4 separate regions of the Sus scrofa genome follow, and regions 2, 3 and 4 are each linked to region 1. Evidence: chromatin contacts called from public HiChIP or PLAC-seq data. All regions are on one chromosome and are shown on one strand. Each heading gives the region's core, a stretch centred on a gene start, on an enhancer-like site or on the middle of the called end of the contact. The rest is flanking DNA. Distances are from core to core; before and after follow the strand shown. Region 1 overlaps LOC106508008 (a long non-coding RNA gene). Region 2 overlaps LPP (lipoma-preferred partner). Region 3 overlaps LPP (lipoma-preferred partner). Region 4 overlaps LPP (lipoma-preferred partner).

What was found. HiChIP or PLAC-seq counts read pairs in DNA pulled down with a chosen protein or histone mark.
Region 2: a contact with region 1 is called in an H3K27ac HiChIP or PLAC-seq map of skeletal muscle. The contact joins two enhancer-like sites. A contact is called at or near these places in 1 of 5 promoter capture datasets (liver) and 2 of 2 datasets of contacts at active chromatin or transcription factors (alveolar macrophages and skeletal muscle).
Region 3: an H3K27ac HiChIP or PLAC-seq map of alveolar macrophages shows a contact between it and region 1. The contact joins two enhancer-like sites. A contact is called at or near these places in 1 of 5 promoter capture datasets (liver), 2 of 47 Hi-C or Micro-C datasets (embryonic fibroblasts and skeletal muscle) and 1 of 2 datasets of contacts at active chromatin or transcription factors (alveolar macrophages).
Region 4: a contact with region 1 is called in an H3K27ac HiChIP or PLAC-seq map of skeletal muscle. The contact joins two enhancer-like sites. A contact is called at or near these places in 4 of 5 promoter capture datasets (fetal liver, fetal skeletal muscle and liver), 2 of 47 Hi-C or Micro-C datasets (embryonic fibroblasts and epiblast stem cells) and 2 of 2 datasets of contacts at active chromatin or transcription factors (alveolar macrophages and skeletal muscle).

What each region holds. Positions count from the first base shown.
Region 1 is chr13:125,418,068-125,421,769 of Sscrofa11.1, reverse strand. LOC106508008 (a long non-coding RNA gene) reads right to left here. Exons shown (of 5, transcript XR_002337803.1): 3 at 3,662-3,702. Among named protein-coding and RNA genes, the nearest start is that of BCL6, 30 kb to the right of the region's middle. Within about 2 kb of position 2,084, at least 2 of the 83 cell types and tissues checked have an H3K27ac peak or open chromatin away from gene starts, as enhancers often do. A contact at or near this core is called in alveolar macrophages and skeletal muscle, where this site is marked.
Region 2 is chr13:126,066,958-126,070,659 of Sscrofa11.1, reverse strand. The region is part of intron 3 of LPP (lipoma-preferred partner); the gene reads right to left. Among named protein-coding and RNA genes, the nearest start is that of MIR28, 210 kb to the left of the region's middle. Within about 2 kb of position 1,604, at least 10 of the 83 cell types and tissues checked have an H3K27ac peak or open chromatin away from gene starts, as enhancers often do. A contact at or near this core is called in skeletal muscle, where this site is marked.
Region 3 is chr13:126,027,503-126,031,204 of Sscrofa11.1, reverse strand. All of the region lies in intron 3 of LPP (lipoma-preferred partner), which reads right to left. Among named protein-coding and RNA genes, the nearest start is that of LPP, 250 kb to the right of the region's middle. Within about 2 kb of position 1,799, at least 7 of the 83 cell types and tissues checked have an H3K27ac peak or open chromatin away from gene starts, as enhancers often do. A contact at or near this core is called in alveolar macrophages, where this site is marked.
Region 4 is chr13:126,003,500-126,007,201 of Sscrofa11.1, reverse strand. The region is part of intron 2 of LPP (lipoma-preferred partner); the gene reads right to left. Among named protein-coding and RNA genes, the nearest start is that of LPP, 220 kb to the right of the region's middle. Within about 2 kb of position 1,666, at least 3 of the 83 cell types and tissues checked have an H3K27ac peak or open chromatin away from gene starts, as enhancers often do. A contact at or near this core is called in skeletal muscle, where this site is marked.

The sequences.
Region 1 (3,702 bases), core at 835-3,334:
CTCATAGCAGTGAGTAGTAACATTTTAGAAATGGGGATTTTTGAGCTAAATTTTCAGCAAAGCATGAGAATAATGTAGCTCACAGCAATGCCCTCTGGTCTTTCAGAGCATCAGACATTTTTTTTAAAATCAGTCGTGTAAGAAATGGCATGACTTTTTGGATGATTAGCAATCTAGTCTAGATTTTAGCTGGTGACACTTTCTGCAGCAACTTGCCTGTTACCTGCCACATAATAGGCTTAATCACTGTCCACTGAATATAAGCAGGTATCTTCATGTACATGAATACCATGTATAATAAGGGGTGTGATTTTGGTAATTATGCATGTAAATCTATTTGGATAGATAATGAATATGCAGATGGATAGATACTGGGGCCATGGGTCAGAGAAATGCCAAAAAGAAAAGAAAAAAGGAGGAGTTCCCATCATAGTTCAGTGGTTGACGAACCGGACTAGTATCCATGAGGATGTGGGTTCAATCCCTGGCCTTGCGCAGTGGGTTAAGGATCCATCATTGCCATAAGCTGCAGTGTAGGTCATAGATGCGGCTTGGAACCCGCATTACTGTGGCTGTGGCATACGCTGGTGGCCGCAGCTCCCATTCGACCCCTAGCCTGCATGCCTCAGGTGCATCTCTTAAAAAAAAAAAAAGAAAGAAAGAAAAGAAAAATGTACTAGAAAGTGTATTTAGCACCTACTAGGTCCTGGGGGAAGGAAATGGAAGGTGAGTCTCTTTGCACGGGCCTCAGATAACCATAAATAACATAGGCAGATGATTTTAAAGAAGCCATTTTTGTAGGTAAGGACTACTTGGATTTGGAGGCAAAGGAGGACCATTTTCTTTTTGGTGTGAAACACCGAGAATGTTAGGGATGAAAGAGGCCTGGGGCAGCCTGTGGACTTAGACATCTTAGATTGTAAAACTGAGCTGTGTAAAGAAGGGTTCCACAGGGATTCACAGACTTTAAAAAACATAAAAACAACCCCCTTCCCAAGCCACCCCTCTTTTCTGAAGGTGCTACGGAAACCTTGAAAAATGGGTCTTTGCAAGGAAGCAGAAAACCTGGTGAGATGGTGTAAGGTCAAGAGCATGGGCTCTGAACTCAGCCAGGGTTTAAATCTCCCTCATCTGCTTTTTAGCTCTTGGATCTGAGGGAGACTACTTCCATTTGGAAACTCTGAGCCTCGACTTCTGAAATGCAGACTCTGCCTATGTCTCTCTTCATTATGAGTTTAGATTATATCACAAGGGGTTCAGCAAAGCTCTGTCTCTCATTCCTCCCCACACCCACAAAGCCCTCCTCAGCCTCTGTCTTTCTCTGCACCCTTGGTCGGAAGCACTTGCTGCTTTCTCCCTTCTCATCTACCACATTCAGGTGTTGGATCAGATGATTTCCAAATTTCTGTTACATGAGTCTAACTGTCTGGTCCTACTTTTTACCAGATGGCTGGGCTAGCTGGATAGGATATCAAACAGTCTATTTTCTATACATTTATGTTAATGAGCCATTTACTGAGCTTTACCACATTTAATCCTCAAAAGAATACCTGTAAGGTAGCAGTTGCTTTCCCCCTTTATAAATCAGCAAACCAAGCCAAAAGGCATGGAGAGAAATCATCCTAGACCTATGGTTTGGGGGCAGGCTTGCAGAGGAGACTCTTTTGAAAGGCTTAACAATAGCACAAGAAAATGAGGCCTTTCATTATACCCGTGGCCTTGAAAATCAAGTGGAAACTTCCCAGTTTTCACTCCATCCATCGCCCCTCCTCTTGCACTAAATGCTTTAGTCATCTTCTCTTTCTTTTTTGTTGTCTTTTTCCTGTGTTGCCATTCCAGGCTGAGGTCATGACTCTCCTAAGAGCCTTAATCAAATCTGGAAGGCAACAGGGCTGAACACAGGATCTTTCCTACCTGACTCCTGGACTGAACAAGTGCAAAGAAAGCTGATGTTGGGAATCCAGCTCTTGCTGCCTGCGGCTGTGGGGCTGGCTATGAATTTTTACCAGCTCTTGCCTGATCATCTTTCTTTGGCCTTTGACATACTTGTCACTGGATCCGTGGTAAAGCCAGTCTTTCTCTCTAGCCACTAATTTGTATTTCCCCCAGAGAGCCTAGAACTATGCCCTACCCAGCGGGTACTCACTGTACTGGAGGTGGTGTCGCCAACCAACACAGCCCCAGATTACATTAAGTATTTCAGCAATTGCAATGAATTTCTGGCCAGCCTTGATGGTTTGGTCAGCTTCAGTCCCAGCCTTGCCCCTCAGAGATTGACAAAGCCCAGTTTCAACTAATTCTTAATAATGCAATTAAATTTTTGGAAACTGAGCTGGGTTTCATATTTAAATGGTGACTTTCACCACACAGGAGAGGTTGGCCAAATGCAGGAGGAACTGGAAGATTTTTGCAAAGAGATGAATTTGGATTTTCCATTTTTAGAAAAGCTGCATATGCTCATGTGCAGGTAACACTCCAGGCTCAGGGGTTCCCAAGGGCCAAAAGAGTGGGTAAAGCATGAACCCCTAAACCAGCATGCCTCATAGGGAATCATCAGTATCCTCAAAAAGAAAACTAATATTAGTAGTAGAATCTAATGGTAGATATGAATTTTGTTTAAATATTCTTTATATTTTTACATTTTCACAATAAAATATTTGGGAAAAAAAGAAAAGATTTGGAAAGATTTCATGGATGGAACTAGAGACTCTCATACTAAGTGAAGCAAATCAGAAAGAGAAAGACAAATACCATATGACATCACTTTTATCTGGAATCTAATATATGGCACAAATGAACCTTTCCACAGAAAAGAAAATCATGGACTTGGAGAATAGACTCCTGGTTGCCAAGGGGGAGGGGGAGGGAGTGGGATGGATTAGGAGTTTAGGATTAATAGATGCAGACTATTGCCTTTGGAATGGACAAGCAGTGAGACCCTGCTGTGTAGCACTGGGAACTGTATCTAGTCATTTATGATGGAGCATGATAATGTGAGAAAAAAGAATCTATACATGTATGTGTAACTGGGTCACTCATGCTGTACAGTAGAAAACTGACAAAGCACTGTAAACCAGCTATAATAAAAAAAATCATTATGTAAAAAAGAAAGAAGAAAAAAGAAAAGTAGGGGCAGAATTAAAACGTTTCTGCTTTTGAAATGCAACAACACTTACCTCTCAGGGCCATTGCAAGGATGGCATTAGGGCATATGCGGAAGGGCTTGCTCAGGGTCTTGCTCAGAACAGGGAGCAATGAATGTATTTATTAACACCACAGCATGGGAAAAGGCACCACTCTGAAGTTAAACGACTGCATCTTGAACTTCATGCTGCAGCTCACTAGCCCAGCTGGTGCCTTTCCATCCCGGGTCCCAGTCTCCTCATCTTTCTAATTGGAATAATAATCACAGCATATTTCTCAGGGTCACAAGGAGAAGCATGTTAGAGAACTGTTGAGAAAGTTCTTTGCAAACTAGAAAGCTCTCTAGGCAAAATAAAACATTATGAGATGTATACCTAACTTCTGTGCCCTTGTTTCAGCTCTTCTCTCTGCCTGAAACGCCCTCCTTCCCCACACCCTCTCTTCCTAACCTGGCTATTGAAGGCCTAACTTTCATTTATAAGGCAGGAGAACATAATGGCTGAGAGCAAAGCCTTACCTGGCTGGGTTCAAATTCCCACTTCTGTTTGTTAGCTCTTT
Region 2 (3,702 bases), core at 355-2,854, 650 kb before region 1:
AGTGCTGGAATTTTAGAGAAGGATGGGTTGGGAATACTAGAGGCTTGGTAAAGCTCCTGCTCCAGGCTTCCCAGGATCCAATAGGACCTCCTCCTGTACGGTCAGAATCCCCAAACAAGGTGGGCTTCTTATGAGAAAATGGAGCAAGCTGACAAGTTCTACCATATACCCTCCTAGAGTGCTCTGGTGATTATGCATTTTTTGAGATCACTGCTGCAAACAGAAGCTCTGCAAGTTCTCCACTTCAGAATGCTCACTTTGCTAAGCCATTTACCCAGTCGTCTGTCTGACTACCTTCCTTGACTCCAAGAACTTGCTCAGGATTTTCCCTGTATCAGGACCTTCCTCTCCACCACGTCTTCATTTCACACCCCTAACTGTTCTCAGAGGCCCAGGTCACCTGCCAACCCTACAAAGCCTCCCTTGGCTGCCCCCAACAAAAGAACCTTCCCAACTCTCACCCTCTGGAGCCCTGCTAGGGCATGTTCACCATACATCTTATTGAGAATACAGTAGCCATTTACCTGCACAAAGTGTTCCTTGAGGGCACATACCATGTACAATTCATCACTCCAGTCCCAAAGCACCTCTTCCCATGCCTCAGAGAGTTGAGATGGAGAAGAGGTAAGAAAATATCTTCCAAGTGGGTATATGCATGGATTCTTGACAACCATAAGTTGAATCCTAACCAATTTAAATTATTCCTTAAAGGGAAAATCTGAGTGGCTCTCAATGTAAAAATAAGTGTATATATAATGAGAGAAAGAGGGAGGGGGAGGGAAAGGGAGAGAGAGGCATAGGAGTGTAACTAAAACAAAAGCAAAATGAAGACCTAGCAGCCAAATAAACAAGCATTGTGCTTTCTCTGGAATGTTTAGAAATCTTGGAGAGGGACCACATAAAGAGCCCTGAGGTGGCACTAACTTGGCACATCAAGTGCTTCTGTGACTGGGTCTGGGGATATTACTAGGTCACTTTTATTATGGACAAACTGATCTTGAACAATTTGTAAGACCTAAACAAGCTATTGTGATGAAGCAATCAAACAGTTTGGTTTTGTCCCGAAAACTCAGCAAAATAGCTAAGGCAAAACAACCACCACAACCAGGCAGTCAGACAAACAAGGACATCCTCAAATCCCTGTGCCTTTTCTTAGTTCTGGATGGGCTCTTCTTGGCCCATGTTTACCTATAAACCCACACCCAATACCTGCAATGGGCAAGTCTCACATCATGAGCAAACTTCAAAAGGCCTCCAAAATCTTATTAGATGCTGCAAAATCTGTTAGATCCATGAACTTATATTTTGTTTGTTTGTTTAATTAGAACAGAGAATTCAAAAAGTAATCTCCTGAAAAGTCAAGTTTTGTCTCCAGGGAGGCACTCCAAGAAAAACCTCATTCTTTGTATTTCATTCACTCTGCTTTCTTCCCTTGCTCAGATTAGGAAGTCATGTGATAGAAGACTGTCCCAAATGCAAAGTTTGATGACGTATTCTGGGCAGAAGTTCAAGCACCTTGTTATTTTAGCAGACCTGGTCTGGCTGCCCAAAGACATAATTTAGCTGAGTGCAAACCTCACCCCCTCCTCCTGCTTCATTTGGCCAGCTGCCTCGGAAGGCCTTTCATTCCAGAGGGCAAAGGATTTATGGCTCCCTTTTATTCCTGCAACAGTAGTTCCACTTCTCTGAGTTTCAAGTTCAGTGAGCTCAGCCTTGGCATTCAAGGTTCTCCTTATGTCTCATCCTTAAGAGCATTTGTCCCAGGTCTGTTTGCCAGGGACATGATGGCAGTTCCCTTCCTGGCCCTTGATTCGGCAATATCTTGCTTCTTCTTACAAACAGACCCATCTCATTACTTGAGTTACTTCACCAAGTCCCACTGACACTTCCATGGCTTAGCTGACACTAACGGCACTAATGGCACTAACTCTATATAAACTCACAAAAGTATCAGATTAGAAAGGAATCAGAATGGAATAGGAGGTTCTGCTAGTATAGGGTCAGCAAACAATGGCCAAATGCAGACCATCTCCTGTTTTATAAATAAAGTTTTATTGGAAAACAGCTATAGTCATTAATTCACTTATCGCCTATGGCTGCCTTTGTGTTCAGTTGGCAGAACTGAGTAGTTCCATTTGGACTCTCAGAAAAATATGGCAAACCTGATCTGGCCCTTGAACTCCTTGTACAGATGAGAAACTTAAGATTCAGTAAGGTTAAACAGTGTTCCTAGGGAGTAAAAAAAATTCAGAGCCTAATAATTAGGGCAGGACTAGTCATATATAGTGTTCACACTGAGTAAATACTAGACCTCTCCAAGGTTCGACAGTAAATTTTATTTCTTTAATGTAGAATAGTGCTAAGTTTTTAGGTTTTTTTTTTTATATGACAACATTGTTGCCTTTGAGAAATTTATTGTCTAGAGGAGAGAATAGACACATAAACAAATAATATCAATATAATAATGTATTTGTTTTCTATTGTTGCTGCAAAACTTACCAGAAACAATTACTGAAAAGCGCTGAAAATTTATTATTATTATCTTACATTGCTATAAATAAGAAGGCTGTCATGAATCCCACTTGGCTAAAATCAAGGTGTCAATATGTGTGCTTTCCTTGCAAGATCTCTAAGGAGAAACCATGTCTTTACTTTTCCAGCTTCTAAAGGCTACCCTCATTCCTTGGCTTGTGCTCCCCTTCTGCCATGTTCAAAGCCAGCAAAGGCTATGGCGTTTTTACTCAAATTGTATCACTCCAAAGATTTCTTCTAGCCCCATCATCCATTTCTAAGGACCCCTCAGGACGAAAGGCCTTTAATTCCATTTGCAAAATTTATTCCCTTTGCCATGTTATTGGACATATTCACAGCTTCCAGAGATTAGGCTGTTAACATCTTTGGGGCCATTACTGTGCTAGCCACAAGTTGTCATAAAGAAGGGAAGTGTGCACACAGTGCTAGAAACCTCAAAGGACAGTAAGTCAGCATAGGGGCATGATGTAGAAAAGCATCAAAGCTCTTTCATGGTACACATTTTGTGGAGTTTTCCACAATCTTCTGAAAATGTCAACATATTTCACCACATTTTAAAATTTAAATATATTGTTTAAAATAGTTTCAGTTTGTTACATATAGTTACTTTCCTTTTGCAACTATCACCTTGGTACCACATTTAAGAAAAGAAACCGTATTAGATATCAGATTGATGAATTTTAGGAAGTTTGAGGTAGGATTTCATACTCTCCCTGTGTGATTGCTTTCCTTAGGTCAATCTGGTGAATAAGAAAACTCAGAATGACTAGGAATCTGCCCACATAAACTCCAGCTAAAGCCTAGAGAAAGTTAATGTCATTTCTCTGAACCATATAAATAGAATAAAAAATGCTAGGGCAGTGTTTTTGCTATGATCTACATGGCAATGCTTTAAAAAGGCAGTGATCATGAAAATATGTCCAGGCTAGTATGTTGGAGGATAAGAATCAGATGGAGAAGAATGGACTTGCCCCACTCTCCAAGCCCAGGCAACCAGTGCACCTATGAGTGAGTCCAGAGAAGACCAGAAGAACTGCCCAGCTAAGTCCATCCCAAATTGGTCAACATGCCTGCTCATGAGTTAAATAAGTGTGTATTTTTGCATGCACTGAGTTATTTGTTATAGAACATACTGTAGTAGCAACAGCTACCTGATACACCCCATCAGGA
Region 3 (3,702 bases), core at 550-3,049, 610 kb before region 1:
TCTAACCTGCTGTTATGCTTAAAACTATCAGTGTTTGTATATTTAATTTGAGCCACCTCAATAAATGTCATACTTATCATTTATTCAGTAAGTAGTCATTGAATGCCTCATTTGCACCTCAACCACGTTAGACACCATGAATTGAATGGTGACCAGCGAAGAGTTCCTGCTCTTGAGGTCAAATTGGCTAGTTGGCAAGGTAACTCTGATGATGCCTCCCTAGAAAAAACATTTGTTTAATTTGTTTTTCTGTTTGTTCTTCACCATTCCTTTCCAGAGACTCCTAACTCAAAAGTGGTTAAGGAAGAGGTCCTATTTAATGACAACTGGTTACCATTCAAGCGATGTGATCAGATTGTTACAGATTTTTCCTCCCTGAGGGCACATTTTTAAAACTTTAAGTACTAACTAAACTCCATGGCTAAAGATTATAAATTCCTAAGATTAAAAAATATGTCCACATTTTATGAGAGCAGATTTCTAATCAAAATAAAGACAAACTTTCCAAAAACTCAGAACTGTCCAAAGACAGAAAGGGCAGTTTCAGTTTCACACACTAAAAATATTCAAGAAAAGCATGAAAAACATCTTGTTAGACGTGATAGGAACTCAAGTATCAGAGGAGAGATTGGACTGTCTCAGTGGTTCTAAGACTTGGAAAATGTTTTTAAAAAAGAAAAGGTGCCTATCCTAGACCAATTATATTAGAATTATCTGAGAGTGAAGGCCAAGTCTCAGCATTTTTTTAAAGTTCCCCAGGTGATTCTTGCATGTCGTGAAGGTAGAGAACTACTGAGACATTTAAAGTCCTCTGCAATATAGCACAGGTTGTGTTCTAAAAAGTTTGTGGATTTTTAAGCCCTTAAGTAAGAGTACAACACAGCCATAAAGTGGCACAGGCTCTTCCACTTTAGGAAGGTCATCAAGGAGAAAAGCACTGGGCAACAATATTGCCTATAACAAGTCCAAGTTCTAAGATGTGCTCATGAGGGAGAAAAGCTAGAACTATCAGTAATTTACTGGATACAGACAGAGAAAGGGAGACACACATTTTGAGATTCCAGAGACCATTATTCCATCAAGGTCTCTATGGAATAGTTGTACTAAGATATGCATTTTAGGTTATTAGGAGTTCTTGCTTCTTTTCTTCCCTTTATATATGTTTTTAAACAGAACCCCCCCCCCCAATCACAATCTCAACTTTTGTAAAGTTGCAGTTAAGTTAATGAAATGTTTGCAAAATTCAGTGGGATTTTGGGAAGACTGGCAGGAGAGACAGCTTAGTAAAATTATAATATCAAAGCTAAGGCAGTGGCTTTGGTATTGAACATAGTTCTACCAAAGGCATAAAAAGCAAGGGTATAATAAGCTCATGGCCCCCACTGCATGCCTATGATTTCCAAGTACCATAAAATGCTAACACTATAACACCAGAAAACATCCTATTTTTAGTACTTGAGGTTGTTTTTGAAAATTGCCATGCCATTGAAACTTTTTTTTTTTTAAACTACATCTTTTCCATCCCTTCACATAATGATCATTGACCAAGATACCCTAGAGCCAAACGCAAACAGTGACAGCAAGGTTGGCAGAACCTGGGAAGGGAAAAGTCCACCTATCCCCTTCAGTGGCTCAGAGGAAGAGAAAGGTAAATGGGGAATAGAAAGGTGAGTACATTGGTCATGGCCAGAGTGAAAGCTGGCATTGGCCCCAAGAGAAAAATGCAGAAGTTCTGACTCTCAGCCCTTATTGCAAACCACCCGTCATTCTCACTTCCCCTGCCAGCAGAGCTGACTTTTGCCAGGGAGGGAAGAACTAGTTTCACAAGCAATTATCATAATAAGAAAAAAGGGTGGGGTATGAGGGAATCATAGGCACAGTGGATTGTTTTTTGACTATAAGATCACTGTCAGGCTTTCAAAAGAAATGAATTTGTTCCCTCAACGTTTTACTAGACCAGTTTATAATAAAAATCAAATCAGTAAGTATGACTTGCATTGATATAGCTGAACCTTCGACTCAGGAATACGAAAAGCTCCAGAGGATGGAGAGAGGCAAACTTGACCTGAACAGTTAAGTTGCAAAAACATAAAAGCTATCATAAAAGACACCACAAATGAGCTAGGGCAGGAAAGCAAATACGGATTTTCTACAGCCATTAATTGCCATATTACCATTATTATCATTACATAACACAGTAGCATATGGGCAGTATTAAATGGTGTATTTTCCAAAGAGAGTCTGGCCAACTGGGTTAGGCAATGGCCTCCTTGAATCAAAACCTATCGCTCCTTGAGGCTTGCATAGCTGCCTTGATTAAACACAGTGGCAGGCTCCACAGTTGAACGGACGATTCTTCTTTTTTTGAAGGGAGGTAGAATAGAGTAATTGCCAGATGTTTGCAATTTTAGCTATAAAAAGATGGCTGCTTTCCATTCCTGAGTATGTTGAATCTTTTTTTTTTTCTTTCTACCCAAGCTATTGTGGTTCACTAAAATAGGCCACTGCACTGATGAATCATCATTCAAAACTGCATTAATGGAAGCAGAACAAATATGACATTTTAAATTCACATATAAGAGGAATAAGTAAAAATGTATGGGTAATAATTACATGCCAGGCAATAGAAAGCATATTATAGTATAAAGGACTCAGGAATCTCCTTGATTGCTTTGTACCTGTAGAACCGGGTACAAGCAGTTTCATCACAGAACTTCCATCGCCTCAATAATCAAATGTGAATGAATATCTGTGTGGCCTCCCTCTCAGAGGAAAGAACCCATGCCTTATCCATCTCTATGCCTCACCTTATAAATGCACTGCCCAGAGGAGATGTGCAAACAAATATGAACATGTTATCAAAACCATATATTGTGATATAATTGTGTCTACATGTTATATTGTACAGTCATTGCATTTTTTAATGTAATTATTAGAACCCCCACTTCCATCACCACCAAATTCTCAGTTCTCTTTTTAGACTCTACCTCCTAATATGGCAAGAGGAAAAGGGAAAGCTGGCTTTCATTTAACCAACATTGATATAAATGGCTTGGGAGACTGGTGACCTCTAAAACAGGGGAGGTTATCTTTCTTAATGAGTGGAGTTAAGCATCTCTTTGAGGATCTGATGACATATGGACCCTCTCCCTGAAAAAGTTATACACATAGACCAAGAGTAAACACAATTTTAAGAGACTGGCTAAATTTCAAATATGAATCCCAGAGATGAATAGGACCCAAGATAAAATTCCTAGCAAATCAATTAATTATTTTCCTGTAATGATATAATTACTAACATCTCTAAAATCTCTCTGCCTCATTTGATAATCTGGAAAACAAAAAAGACTTTTTAAATTAATAAAAATCACTGGTTTACTTTATAGTTTTCATTACATAATGTTCACTTACATTATTATCTATAATACTAATTCAATAAAAAAAAATGCTCCTTCTTTGGGAGCTCCCATCATGGCTCAGCAGTAACAAACCCAACTAGCATCCATGAGGACTAGGGTTCCCTCCCTGGCCTCACTCAGTGGGTTAAGGATCTGGCGTTGCCATGAGCTGTGGCGTAGGAAAGTAGCTGCAGCTCCAATCCAACCCCTAGCCTGGTAATGTCCATGTGACTCAGTTGAGGCCCTAAAAAGCCAAAAACAAAACAAAAAAAAAAAAAACAAAAAACAAAAAACAAAAAACAAA
Region 4 (3,702 bases), core at 417-2,916, 590 kb before region 1:
CATTCGTAGCTCTTGGGTGCTACTTGCCGCAATGTCTTCTCTGCTTTGTTCCATCAAATCTATCATGAGCCACACAAACTGATAAAGCCAAAAGTCTGACCAAACTGATCAAACATAACCAAACACAAACAACTGCAAAAGGCCATATGACAACCAAGACCCTTCCTCACCAGAGGGAATACATAAGACTACAGGTAAAGTGACATTTAATACTAAAAAAAGTTACCAAGCCTTGCTAAAGATGGCATGTAAATGACAAGTCACTGTCATCCACAAAAATAGAATGAACTAGTGTTTGCTCAAGTTTTGCTTCTTTTCTAAAATCCACAGTGTACTCTTCTTTAAATATTTACTTAGATTACCAAAATTTAAAAACAACCAACCACCCATTGCATGGTATTATCTAACACCAAGTACTATAAGCTTAAGGAAGTGGTTTTCAAACTGTCTGCACACTAGATTCACCTGGGAATCTTTATGTATGTATTCTGATTCAAGTGTTGCTAATGATTGACTCAGAGTGTTTATATTAATCTTTAAATCATGTTGCATTAGTCCCTAAATCTCCCTTGGCAATTAACCCAAGACCTGGCTCTTGGTCAATGTTTGCTGAATAAATGAATGATACTGAGGGACATGGCAGGTATTAACATCACCATTTTATTGATGGAAGATTTGAGAAGCTGAGATACTTTGCGACTTAAACATCAGATGTAGTTGATAGCCAACTAAACTTTAGGATTGTCCACTTAAACAACTGAGATTTAAATAACATTCTCCTATATTTTAGAGATGTTTCACTATCTTCTCTCTTTATATAAAAATCAGTGCCTTCCTAAAATTTCAAAACTGCTTCCTTAAGGGGGTATTAAAATGCTACACTGAGCTTCCCCTTATAGGTTACAGCTAATTATCCTTTTCTCCAACTTGGAACTCAGCTCAAAGATACCTGATCTTCTAAATTCAGACCTAGCTCCCAGTCTTAGCTATACCATGAGCTCACAGTACAACCTTTGCTCTCTCTGGGATCACAGTGTCCTCCTCTGAAAAAGATGTCATTAGGTTACTAGATAAACGCTAACAACAACTCTACTCAAAACTCATGAGTCTATGGAAGCTCCTGATTATATATATATAGCTAGAAACAAGTAAAAGTCAGCCAAATCATCTATAATTCTCCTCTTAGATCACCAGTGAGGAAGTACAGTCCTCTTTTTTTCCCCCTTCTTTTTTTGTCACTCATTGCCCTGACTCTTCAATCCTCCCTCTTGTGGGAGGGAACCTTAGATTGATCTCAGAGATTACCAAGGTATCAATCAAGATTTATTATGCACAAGTAAATAAGTACTTTAGGCAAACCTTTTCCAAGTGGTGTAGGTAAGTCCCTACCAGTGTAATTACGAAGCAAATATGCTGTGGCATGTGATGGAAGCGTGGGAAGACAACGTTCAAGAATAAGGCAGGCTGAAAATTGCACACAATTGTTAGTTGAACAGCAAATGTAATCACTCTTCCTCTGAAGCATCAGGTCAGATGAGAGCCGGAAGGGCAAACAGGATCTGCCATGGACTGAAAATGTCAATGCATTCACTCCACTTCTCTTTACAGGCAGCTTTGGCCCTGCACTGGCTAAGTGCCCCACTCTCTGCATGGACAGCTGGCATTACTCGGAAGGGGTGATGAGAGAACAACTCCACAGAAATGCCAAACCTTTATATAGACTATCTGAGAGACAGTTGGAAATACTGGAAAAAAAAAAAACACTAGACTGAAATGCAAAGGACTTGGGCATAATTTTCAGCTCAGCCACTCACCGGCTCTACCACTTTCGTCTTTTGAACTCTTGTGTCTTGAACCTCAGCATATCTCCCAGCGCATCTCCCTATCTGTAAACTGAAGATTAGATGCTGGCTACCATTCCTCCCAACTCTCATGTCCCGTGATTCCTCCTAAAAGTCCGCCAGCTGAGTAAGATGAAGTTCTTACAAAAACTGTCTTCACTCCTATGAGTCCCATTGACCAGGAATTGTAGAGTGAAGGGAGGTAGGCTAGGAATCAACACATTAAGGCCAACCTGCCTTGCACAGAGTAAGCGTGAATGCAAATCAATGCTAAAGGTGCCATCCCCATGCTGGCAACACAGGTGGTGGCAAGAAAAACCCAACTACATCTGCAGATCCCAGTAAACCAAGAAGAAAAAGAGAAGCATCAATCTATTCAAGTAAGTAATTGTCTCCCATAAAGAAGTGAGGCTGAATAGAGACATACTCCACATTGCACTGTCACTTCAGATTCAGAATGTCATTTGCAAATGAAACAATCAGCCCTGACAGGAAAACAATAGCACTGGAAGACCAGGCTGCAAGAGAAGGTAAAGGAGAGAATGGAAACAAACCAATTACTAACTCACTGGTTTTTATTTGCTACAAACGGGTGACAACAGCCAGGACAGGCCATTTGATGTCCAAGAAGTTATATGGAGTCTCAGGTGGCGAAATCTTAGGGAACAATTTGTTCTTTTTAACTTGAATATACAACAACCAAGATTTAGACAAGTTCAAGTGGCTTATGCAAGGTAATATAGCAGCTAGTACATACTGGAAATTGGATTCAAACCCAGTTATTCTGCTTCCAGAAAGTGTTTGCAGTGGAAAAGTTTCATTAAAGAATCAAGAAACTCTGTCGATTGTTGGATGATACTAGGAAGAGTAGGTAAACGGCAGAGAAAAGGACATAGACATTAAGAATTTCTCTTCCAAAAGAGTCAGTACCCACACCGCTGGAAGTGAGCATGGAAGTCAGGAGACCCCCGACCTCCCACTCTGGGTCACATTTAATGACAGTGGTTCTATTTGGCTAAGTGACCAAGAAAATATATACCCTCTCTGGACCTCAAATCCTCCAGCTCTAAAATAATAAGCATTAACAAGATGATCTCCAAAACCCTGCTTTCAACAACATGCTATGTTACAGACTGGTATAGCTGGTCTGTGGAATGTGCTGTGTTTATTTAAAAAAAAAAAAAAAAAAAAAAAAAAAGTTCTCCTAAGTAAGTTTCTTCTATGGCTCTGATTCTAACAGATTTTTTCTGTACAAGACCAAGAAAAGGGGTAATAACAGCGTGAGCCCATTGAGCTCAGTAAATCTATTTCTAAAGGTGGAAATCTGGATTTACAAAGATGAGATTCTGAATCTCTGATTCATAGGGGCTTAAAATCCTGGTTTATATGTTGCCCCTCCATCAGGATGAAAAAGTGACTATGGGAAAAAGCATCAATATCAACTTCTCTAGTTTGGCCTCCCTTTGATGGTATCTGGCTGGAATCCTCTCATTCTAAAACCACTGTGAAGTGAGTAAGTCCACAAGTTAATTGCTGCTCATTGTCTGCATTCCCCAACAGCTTGCTCAAACTTGTATTAAAATACATGAATACCATGTTTCAGTTATCTGTTTACAAGTCCATTGTACCCATTAGACAGGTCAGAGACTAACTAGCACTTGAAGGATGATTTAATTGATTTGAATTTTTTTAATAATTTTGTATTCTCCTTTATTACAAATTCACCTTGATATCCCAGTAAAAGTATATTGAATAAGAGAGAAAAAAAAACTTTATTTTAGATATAGCTTGAAAAAGTAGAAATATTTCATTTCATTTTCAATTAATATAAACCCTCTCTTGACAAATCTCAGGCTGTATT